Regions from separate parts of the Bicyclus anynana genome. Here region 2 is linked to region 1. Evidence: chromatin contacts called from public Hi-C data. All regions are on one chromosome and are shown on one strand. Each heading gives the region's core, a stretch centred on a gene start, on an enhancer-like site or on the middle of the called end of the contact. The rest is flanking DNA. Distances are from core to core; before and after follow the strand shown.

What was found. Hi-C and Micro-C count contacts between places; a contact is called where the count stands out from the background.
Region 2: a Hi-C map of whole body shows a contact between it and region 1, with 2.4 times the contacts expected there. The contact joins two enhancer-like sites. A contact is called at or near these places in 2 of 2 Hi-C or Micro-C datasets (whole body and whole larva).

Annotation. Positions count from the first base shown.
Region 1 is chr13:2,107,970-2,112,684 of ilBicAnyn1.1, reverse strand. No RefSeq gene overlaps it. Among protein-coding and RNA genes, the nearest start is that of LOC112045447, 11 kb to the left of the region's middle. Within about 2 kb of position 2,779, at least 6 of the 8 cell types and tissues checked have open chromatin away from gene starts, as enhancers often do.
Region 2 is chr13:2,487,126-2,491,389 of ilBicAnyn1.1, reverse strand. No RefSeq gene overlaps it. Among protein-coding and RNA genes, the nearest start is that of LOC112045429, 63 kb to the left of the region's middle. Within about 2 kb of position 2,024, at least 5 of the 8 cell types and tissues checked have open chromatin away from gene starts, as enhancers often do.

The sequences.
Region 1 (4,715 bases), core at 1,530-4,029:
CGGCTTTATTCACGTGAGATTCGTCTTTTATCCTCTATTACGTTTTAGGGGAAGAATTTCCAAGATTTTATTTCACATTTAATTTTTATTTATTTATAAATGAAAAATGAATGACTTTCATACAAACTTCCTATTCTAAAAATATATTTCCTCTATACGACAAATTAAATTATCCATCATCAGGTGATTTTCTAATCAAGGGTAAACTAGTCATATGATAAAAATACACAAGACCTTTTCGTCTATACCTAAATGATAAATACTTAGTGATAAGAGCCATTATTACAACACATTAACTTATATCAATGTTAAGAGCGTTTACACATTAGCCAATTTTCTATTATACAGTCGATGGAACAAGTAAATTACTCACAATATGAGTAAGTTTAAAACTAATCTTGCTTTGCGTTTCCCTCTTTCTATATCTGAGGCAATGGTATACACAACCATTCCACTTATGGCTAACTTGTCTGTAGTAATATTATACAAGAAAATTTTGTGAGGTTGAAATCTCTGGATCTACTAAACCGATTTTAAAAATTCTGTCACCAATAGAAAGCCACGTCACAGACTGTATTTTATACCATTATTCCCACGATAATGGGAAACACAAGGGTGAAAGGTAAAACGCAAGGCGTCTGGTAGTCATGAATAAAGTGACTTACCTATACTGTCTAGTCCTTTGGAATAGTAAACTGACACGACCATAAAGAATCAGACACAGCATCAACAGCTTTACGTACTCAGACACCGAGTTCCTAATTCTGCTATTGAGAATTGAGAATTAAGATAAACACATTACTGTCGGCCGAACGTTATAGCCCAGTGGAGATTTTCCTTAATAAATAAATAAATATAACCTCTGCCTCCAATGCCGGAGGGCGTAAGTTCGAATCCGGTCCGGGGCATGCACCTCCAACTTTTCAGTTGTGTGCATTTTAAGAAGTTAAATATCACGTGTCTCAAACGGTGAAGGAAAACATCGTGAAGAAACCTGCATTGGGCCTGTGTGGTGGACTATTGGCCTAAACCTTCTCATTCTGAGAGGAGACTCGAGATCAGCAATCAGCCGAATATGGGTTGATAATGATGACATGTGTTAGCTTCACTCAGAACAAAAATCACTATATACTGTCTAGAGATGACAGTTATTGGTGAATGATTGTGGAAGAGCTCTTAGCGTTAACCATCGACATTTGTCCAAACACGAAAATGCAGGTACATGGGCAAGTTGTAGATTAACTGATAAGCATAATATAGCTGGCTTCAATAGAATAACATGGCACGCCCGGTCCGAACTGGCAGAACAAATGAGTGATGAAAGATTGACAGCTCAGATATGGCTCGGACGTACAAAGTGATTTTGGTGTGACCAAAGGGTTCATTCACATATTTACACTCACTATTTTTATTCGGTACAGTATTAACAGTATTATTATTAGTAGTAGATTTTGCACAGTAAGTAAATGACAAAGACAATGAAAATGACAAAGATACTCGAAGATAATAATTAAAATTGGCTTTCATCTTCACACAAGACATAAAATTAATAATTTTACTTCATATCAGGGAGACAGAATCTAGACCGGGCGTCGCAGCAGAAAAAGCTGAAACCGGTAAGTGGCTCAGGTATGCCTCTCTGACTGAGAGTTACATATTTCTACCTTTTGCCGTGGAGACCCTTGGGCCATGGAGTTGCAGTGCCAAAAAATTTCACCGCGGCTAGTTGCCTCGACTGGTGACAGAAGGGCTGGCTCATTTTTTGCGCAAAGGATCAGCCTGGCTGTCCAACGCGGAAATGCAGCCAGTATTCTTCAGCAGAACTTGCCTTCGGTACCGGTGTTAGAGTCTCTATAAATAGTCAAACTTGACGATTCTAGTGCTTGTAAACTACAGGTAAGCCTAATACACCTAATTCCAGTTGAGGCAACCATCCGTAACGCACAGTTTTAAATCATTCACAAAACGCTAAAGAAATGTACTATACCAAAATAAAACAACCGAGGTGTTTTACAAAAAACCGTCTATAGACTTGAATTTGAATTTAGAATCCTAAGCCGGATCTAAGCACTTTTTTATATTTTTATGAAAAACCTCATCAATAGGAGTAGGCGAGTTAATCTCGAAAATAGATAGAAATACTGCTTTTTTAACTTCTGACTTAAAATACAAGGGTGCTATAAGTGTATGTTTGTTATTACTGTGTATATGTGGCATTGCTTCATAACGAATGGACCGATTATGGTGCGGATTTCATTTGTTCAAAAACGGAAGGTATCGACGAGGTGGCTTTCAGCTTATGTGTACGAGTATATGAGTATCCGATAAAAAATCCGAAGATATTGGCGTTTTTTTTAATTTCTAACTGACAATGAGTGTAAGGGAATTTAAAATTTTTTACTTGTATATTTCATAGGTTGAAAGTATTAGTATTTGAACACGAATCACTTTTATCCGTAAAACACCTCTTTGATATCAAAAAGTACTAAACGTAATGGTCTAAAAAGCGACCACAAGACCACTTTTAAATTTCAATTGAATAAATACCTATCGCTCAAGAAGCAGGTAAAGAAACATAATCACAATTCCACCGGCGAGAGCAATCCGAATCATAATAATTAAAACTCGAATCAAAATAGCCGTGGGCCACTCCATCTGTGTCAGTGACCGAAACTGAATGGCCCTAATTTTTTTCAGCGCTTCGATTTGTGGGTTCTTGCTTTGTGATACAAAATTAATGATTTTTGGTCAGTGCATCGCGTCAGGCCGTACAATGGGCGCAGTGACAAAGGTGCCCCGCTGTCGGCAATATCGGTAGGCTCTGCTACCTACGCTCCCCACAGAACCTTTGTCCTCATTTTGGACGCGTCATGACCCTAAGGAAATCCATGAGAAGATACTGATTGTCTACAACATCTATTATGGCGTACTAGTGATCCTGCTTCCTGAATAGCCGTCGGTTGGATTCCTACAATGATCTGTCTGAGGCATCGTAGCTTCGTAACGAATGTACCAATGATAGTTTTTATTGTTCGAAAGCTGAGCTATATTTAATTTTAAAAAAATTGCCGCGAGGTTATAAACCAATAGTGACCCTGCTCTCTGTATCCCGCCATGTTTGATTCCCTAGTAATGGAAACTAATGTAAAATGTTTGTGTGATGGTCATCTTTTCCAGTTTCTAGGTGTGGTTATACGTTAAATAACTATTTATATGTTGTGTATAAAGATATGGTTAAATTAGTTATTTCAGTTTTTGATACTTTTGATATTTTTGATACAACAACCTTAAGATAACAATGAGACAGAATTATAACTATAACAAAATCTTCTGTGAAAAAAAAACATATCAATCAAAATAATAATAATGTTGTATGTAATAATTTCGACCTTAAGAAGCTTTCGCTTAACTGCTGGAATAAGGGTCAAATAGTAGCATTATTATGCAATAGCAGTATTCTTGAGTCGGCGCGTATTGTAAAGAGGTTCCTCACTCTGTAGCCCTGACCACCGGTTTCTTGGGCACTCAAAGGTCTCACAGCGGGAGGTTTGAATTTTTTTTACAATATTTGAGGAGAAAAATATATTGTAGATACGATTAAATTAATTGCGATCTAAATTATTTAAGCTACCGCGCTTTGGGAAGGATACTAAATCGCCTGTTGAAACGTACTCGTATATATTTTAAATCTTTAATTAGCTCAAACTTGGAATTGTTCGCCGGAGCTTTTACTTAAGAATTCCCAAATCCGCTAGAGGTCATCACACCTAATTAACGATGACACAATTTAAGTGTACACTAAAAAGTTAAAATTCAAATCGGCACAACATTCCCTGAGAAAATGTTAATGAATTAGTTTATACCATCTACATAATTTATATGTCGCGTAGGTGGTTTATATACAGTTCATTCAGAATTCTATTGAACATCCATAAAATTTCCAAATGCCCCAATAAATATCTATCTACTTTCTGTACCACCCCAGATATTGTAAGCCGATGTATTAAGGGTGGTCTGTGTTGTGACCAGTGCGCTATTCAATACCAATACATTGTAAATACGCATCATTGTGGTCACCTTGTGTATGGTCCCAGTTATTTATGGGTGACCAATATAATTTCATTAGCGCCGAACTGTTTATAAATCTATGCGACTGTTAACTTGTATAGAACGTGTCATGTGAAAGGAGAGCTTATGGTCAGCCTGTGCAGTTGATAGTTTTGCTTTTTTTGTTTTCAGTTTTTCGTACTTTCTCTTTTAGTTAATATTACACGCACTTTTTATGTTTTACTTAATGCAGGTGTGTGAAATTTCCTACAGAGGCTAAGATGCTGCTAATAATTAATGATTATATTACATAACGAGCAGCTTTCCCTTATTGTTTCTGATTTGTACAAACAAATCTCTATAATAATATGGCAATATTCGACTTTAAAACATGTTTCATGTAGCTTCCGTATAATAAATAGTATAGATAAATGCCGCTTAATGGCATTAATTGGCGTCTAAAATATTCACGTCTTCTATATGTTGTAATATTTTAAAATTAATAAAAACTTCAATACCAATTACACATCCTTAAAATTTAATCTGTCGGATCATATAAAATTTATTAGACACCAGACTGACAGAACTTATTAAAGCGGTAATTTACAATGTCCGATAACAGTTGACTGACTATAGTCTAAATATATTTAGGCTACGAGCGCTCTTTT
Region 2 (4,264 bases), core at 775-3,274, 380 kb before region 1:
AAGTAGACTGAAACCGAGTTTACGTTGCACTCGTTTCGAACCCAACAATTAAGAATTAACATATCTGGAAATGCTTTAACGGAGGCGGAATGTAATAAGTCCCTTGACGCATCGTGATTAGCCTGTCATAGGTCTGGGGAACTGGCATTGTAATCAGGTTCACATAGACCAAGAGACGGTCACTTGGAATTAAATTATAATAAGCATTTTGTTTTTACAATAACAATATGTGGAACTTGACAAATATTGTCATCGAATACTTCTATATCTTCATCTTATCAGTCAATATCAAAAGCAAAGTCTGTCTACTCTCTGTCTGTACTACGGTTCTGCGTCCCAAACATCCAGCCATTAACATAATAGGTAATTAGTTTGTACTTAGATTATTATTATTGTATATTATTCCTATATTAACAAGTAATTATCGTAGAACATAAGATTATACGTAGTACACTTATTTTGCTTTTCTATTTTACATTAATTTAAAATTATCTTTGATTACAATAGTATTTTTGTAATATCCATAAATAATAATTATTTTGTTAACCCATAAATAATGTTTATTTTGTTGACGGCCTCCGTGGCGCAGTGGTATGCGCGGTGGATTAACAAAACGGAGGTCCTGGGTTCGATCCCCGGCTGGGCTGATTGAGATTGTCTTATCGGCTTCGGCCGTGGCTACTAGGCTACCACCCTACCGGCAAAGACGTACCGCCAAGCGATTTAGCATTCCGGTACGATGCCGTGTAGAAACCGAAAGGGGTGTGGATTTGCATGTTCCTCCTAACAAGTAAACCCGCTTCCATCTTAGACTGCATCATCACTTACCATCAGGTGAGATTGTCAAGGGTTAGTCAAGGGCTAACTTGTAAAGAATAAAAAAAATCTAGGTGGGTACTGAACATCATAGGAATAAGTAAAAATTATGAAAAGATCCAATTATTCGTACTGTCTCTTGGCCTAGCTACACGCCTCCACAAATCAGGCTGTATTTTAAGGGTATTGTGTTTCAATTTAATAAAAACTTTAGCGTCTTTCAAAGTCTAAAATCTGTCGTCAAACATTTTAAAAAAGGTTTGATCGTTTAATCTAAAAGTATGAGTAGGTACTTACCTTGATTTATAAAATGTGGAAAACTAAATACTAGTAAAACGAGATGAAGAGCCGATGGAGATTGGGGTCCCAAGTTTTTGGAAACTGGCGACTTGAAATCATGGGGTGTTTAGAAGTTCCTACAGGAGGTCTATCAGCAAACGTCCATCGGATGATGATGTAAATCCTATACTTTTATTAGTATGTATGTTGTGGTTATGAACAACAACGAGTAATCATGACTTCACGTCATCAGGAATATTGAAAAGATAGGCTTTTATGGTTAACGAGACCTAATGGTGCTCAAATTCTAGATGGCACTGAAGACAGAAGGGCATTCCAGACTTTAGTTGTGTGAATTAGAAACGTGAAAGCAAACTGTTTAGTAAGAGTTTCCATGATATTCTCAAAGTAAGGACACCATCGTTGGCAACTTGCTGTTTTGTGGTAGAAGTGGGAAGGAGGCAGAAGACAGTGGAGTTTCTGCACATACTCTAAATCTATACTAATATTATAAAGTTGAAGAGTTTGTTTGAATGCGCTAATCTCAGGAACTACTGGTCTGATTTGAAAAATTCTTTCAGTGTTAGATAGCCCATTTATAAGAAAGGCTATAGGCTATGTTTGTCCTCGTATTTCTAAAGGAACCGGAACCACGTGGGTGAAACCGCGCGGTGTCTACTAGTTCTTATATCTGGTATCAAACCGACAGACAAGAAGAATTGCGAATCGACAGTGTAATGCCGCAGTTATCCCAAAAACACAACCATGATGTGATAAGGTGCAACGTACAAGTAGAAATTATTTAAATATTATATTAGGTTGTCCAAAAAAGTTACAGTTACATTTAGGTAGACAGCAGAGTTCATTTCTTTTATTAAGGCTCGCTGCACCCACTCAGTAAAAGAAGCGGAGGCTTTTTAATACGAATGTGCTGAGGACAGTTGAGAGCTCATTTACATAACCACCTTATTTTAGTTCATCGCAGACTACCGTGAATGCTATGTGTGTTATTAACACATATATAAGAAGTTACCGTTAGCTTTTAGCGTTGTCTGTTCTGTGGTTACTAATACGGGATCGGGAGCACAGGTACCCAGAGAGAACCCTGCCTCTACACATAAAAAAAATGTAACCAGAAGTAAAAAAACCCTTTCATTTAAGATTCAATTTACTTTTATATACCTTTATATCACAGACTTAAATTACAAAATGACTGTGAAGGCACAGACAAAAGCATGAAGTTCTTTTATTCCAACTTGTCTATCAATTAAATAAGCAAAGATAATTCTTGATTTTTTTTTTTAGATATAAACTCCGAAAAATAGTTTAATAAACTAGAAAAAATTTGATGATCTTTACTGCATTTTCGTTTTGCATGATCGTGTACTGTATACTACTGTACGAGTATACTGTAGTTTTAATACTGAAAAATATTTACTCGTATATAATACGGTAGTATGCATTTATCTTGAAGATTCATTTGTAATGATATTCAAAGCTTTAATTTTGTAACAGATCGGACAAACAGCCAATCATCGAAGAAAAATATTAACAATCTTATAAGTACCTACCTACTTACTTATAGATATTCAAAAACCCTTTTAATCATTGGTAAGAACCTACATCTTTTGAGCACAGATATGAGGTATGGAAAATAAATATTATCACGATTACGGATAAAAACCTCTAACTTCATTCACTCGCAGTTTTGTATTACTACTTTGTTGTCATAGTCGACCGCTTGACTAGATATTCTGAAATATTGAAGCTCCAATACAGTTAGTATTATTAAAACCAATTTAAATCAAAAATATAGCCGAAATTCGATTGTAATACCTACCAAAAGTTAACTACTGACGTGTGAAAATTAATATGCGATATTTCCCATGATGCGATTATAATCACGAATATAAAATATAGCGATAGTTTTGCTGACATTTGGTACTCTTTAACGTTAGTTCTAGGCAAGTGAGACCGCGGGGCGCAGCTACTAATAATAAGGGAACTAAATTAATAGCCACTCTACTATTTCTCTCAAAGTAAATATCTACACTCATTTCGTTTCGGACATGGATAACTTTATGCATTCGATCGATTTTGTTTTATTTAGTCAACGTTTTTTATTCGATACGTTGATATCGATACGTGGAAAGTTAAGTTTATTTTATTTAACTTACGTCGATTGGTGTAAAACACAAGCAATTTATTACATCGGCGACAGATCGAGATTTTAACCTTGTGAGCTTTCTGCATAATTTATAGCTTCATTTTTAATACAGACCGACTCCGTACATACAAGTATGTACGTATTATAGGGTTTTAAATGTTATGCCAATCCGCATTGGATCAGCGTGGTGGACTATTGGCCTAACCCCTCTCATTTTGAGAGGAGACTCGAGCTCAGCAGCGACCCCAATATGGGTTGATAACGAAGAGGTAGATTTTATGCGCTCTTAATGCGAGCACAATTAACGAAAAACCTTTCAAATGGGTAAAGCTTTTTTTAAGATTTTGACAGAAAAATTATTCATGTTTGATATAATAAGATTATTTTTATTATTCAGTTAAAAGTTACCGTTACAAAAACGTGGCTTACAAAACCATGCATATGGAAGCCCAGTTGCTTGCCAACATCGTATATTAAGATCAATTTTCAGATAACCATGCTTCTTTAATATTTACTATCTCTTTTAGTTAGACATGCAACTAGGCTGAGCGTTCGGCCACGACAACGGGCGACAGAAACTGCGACAACACGGGCGGCTCTGCGATTTTTAAAACGAGATTTGGATATCGTCACGACCAGTAGGCATGTTATATCAGGTGATTAATGTATGTGTTTTTATTTTCGATTTAGGATACGATGCAAATTGTAATTCCACTGAAATCCCTAGTCTAGAGTGTCTTTGTTCTATATAATCCCTTTAGACAATGTCGTAATCATTCCAAATACAAGGCTTGATGACTTATTGCGACATAGAAGGCATTAATAGTGTTAAAGGAGAAATTGCTAATGTTATTTTTGATGTAGTTTCCCACTAGACCTGCGTTTGCTCAGAGACATTCTATTGTCAGTGGTTGTCCTTTTCGGCTGCAAAAGTGTATCAAATTGTGTGTGCATTTACGTACTGTAATATCTGCGAGCGACGTAAATAACTAGTTTCATGAT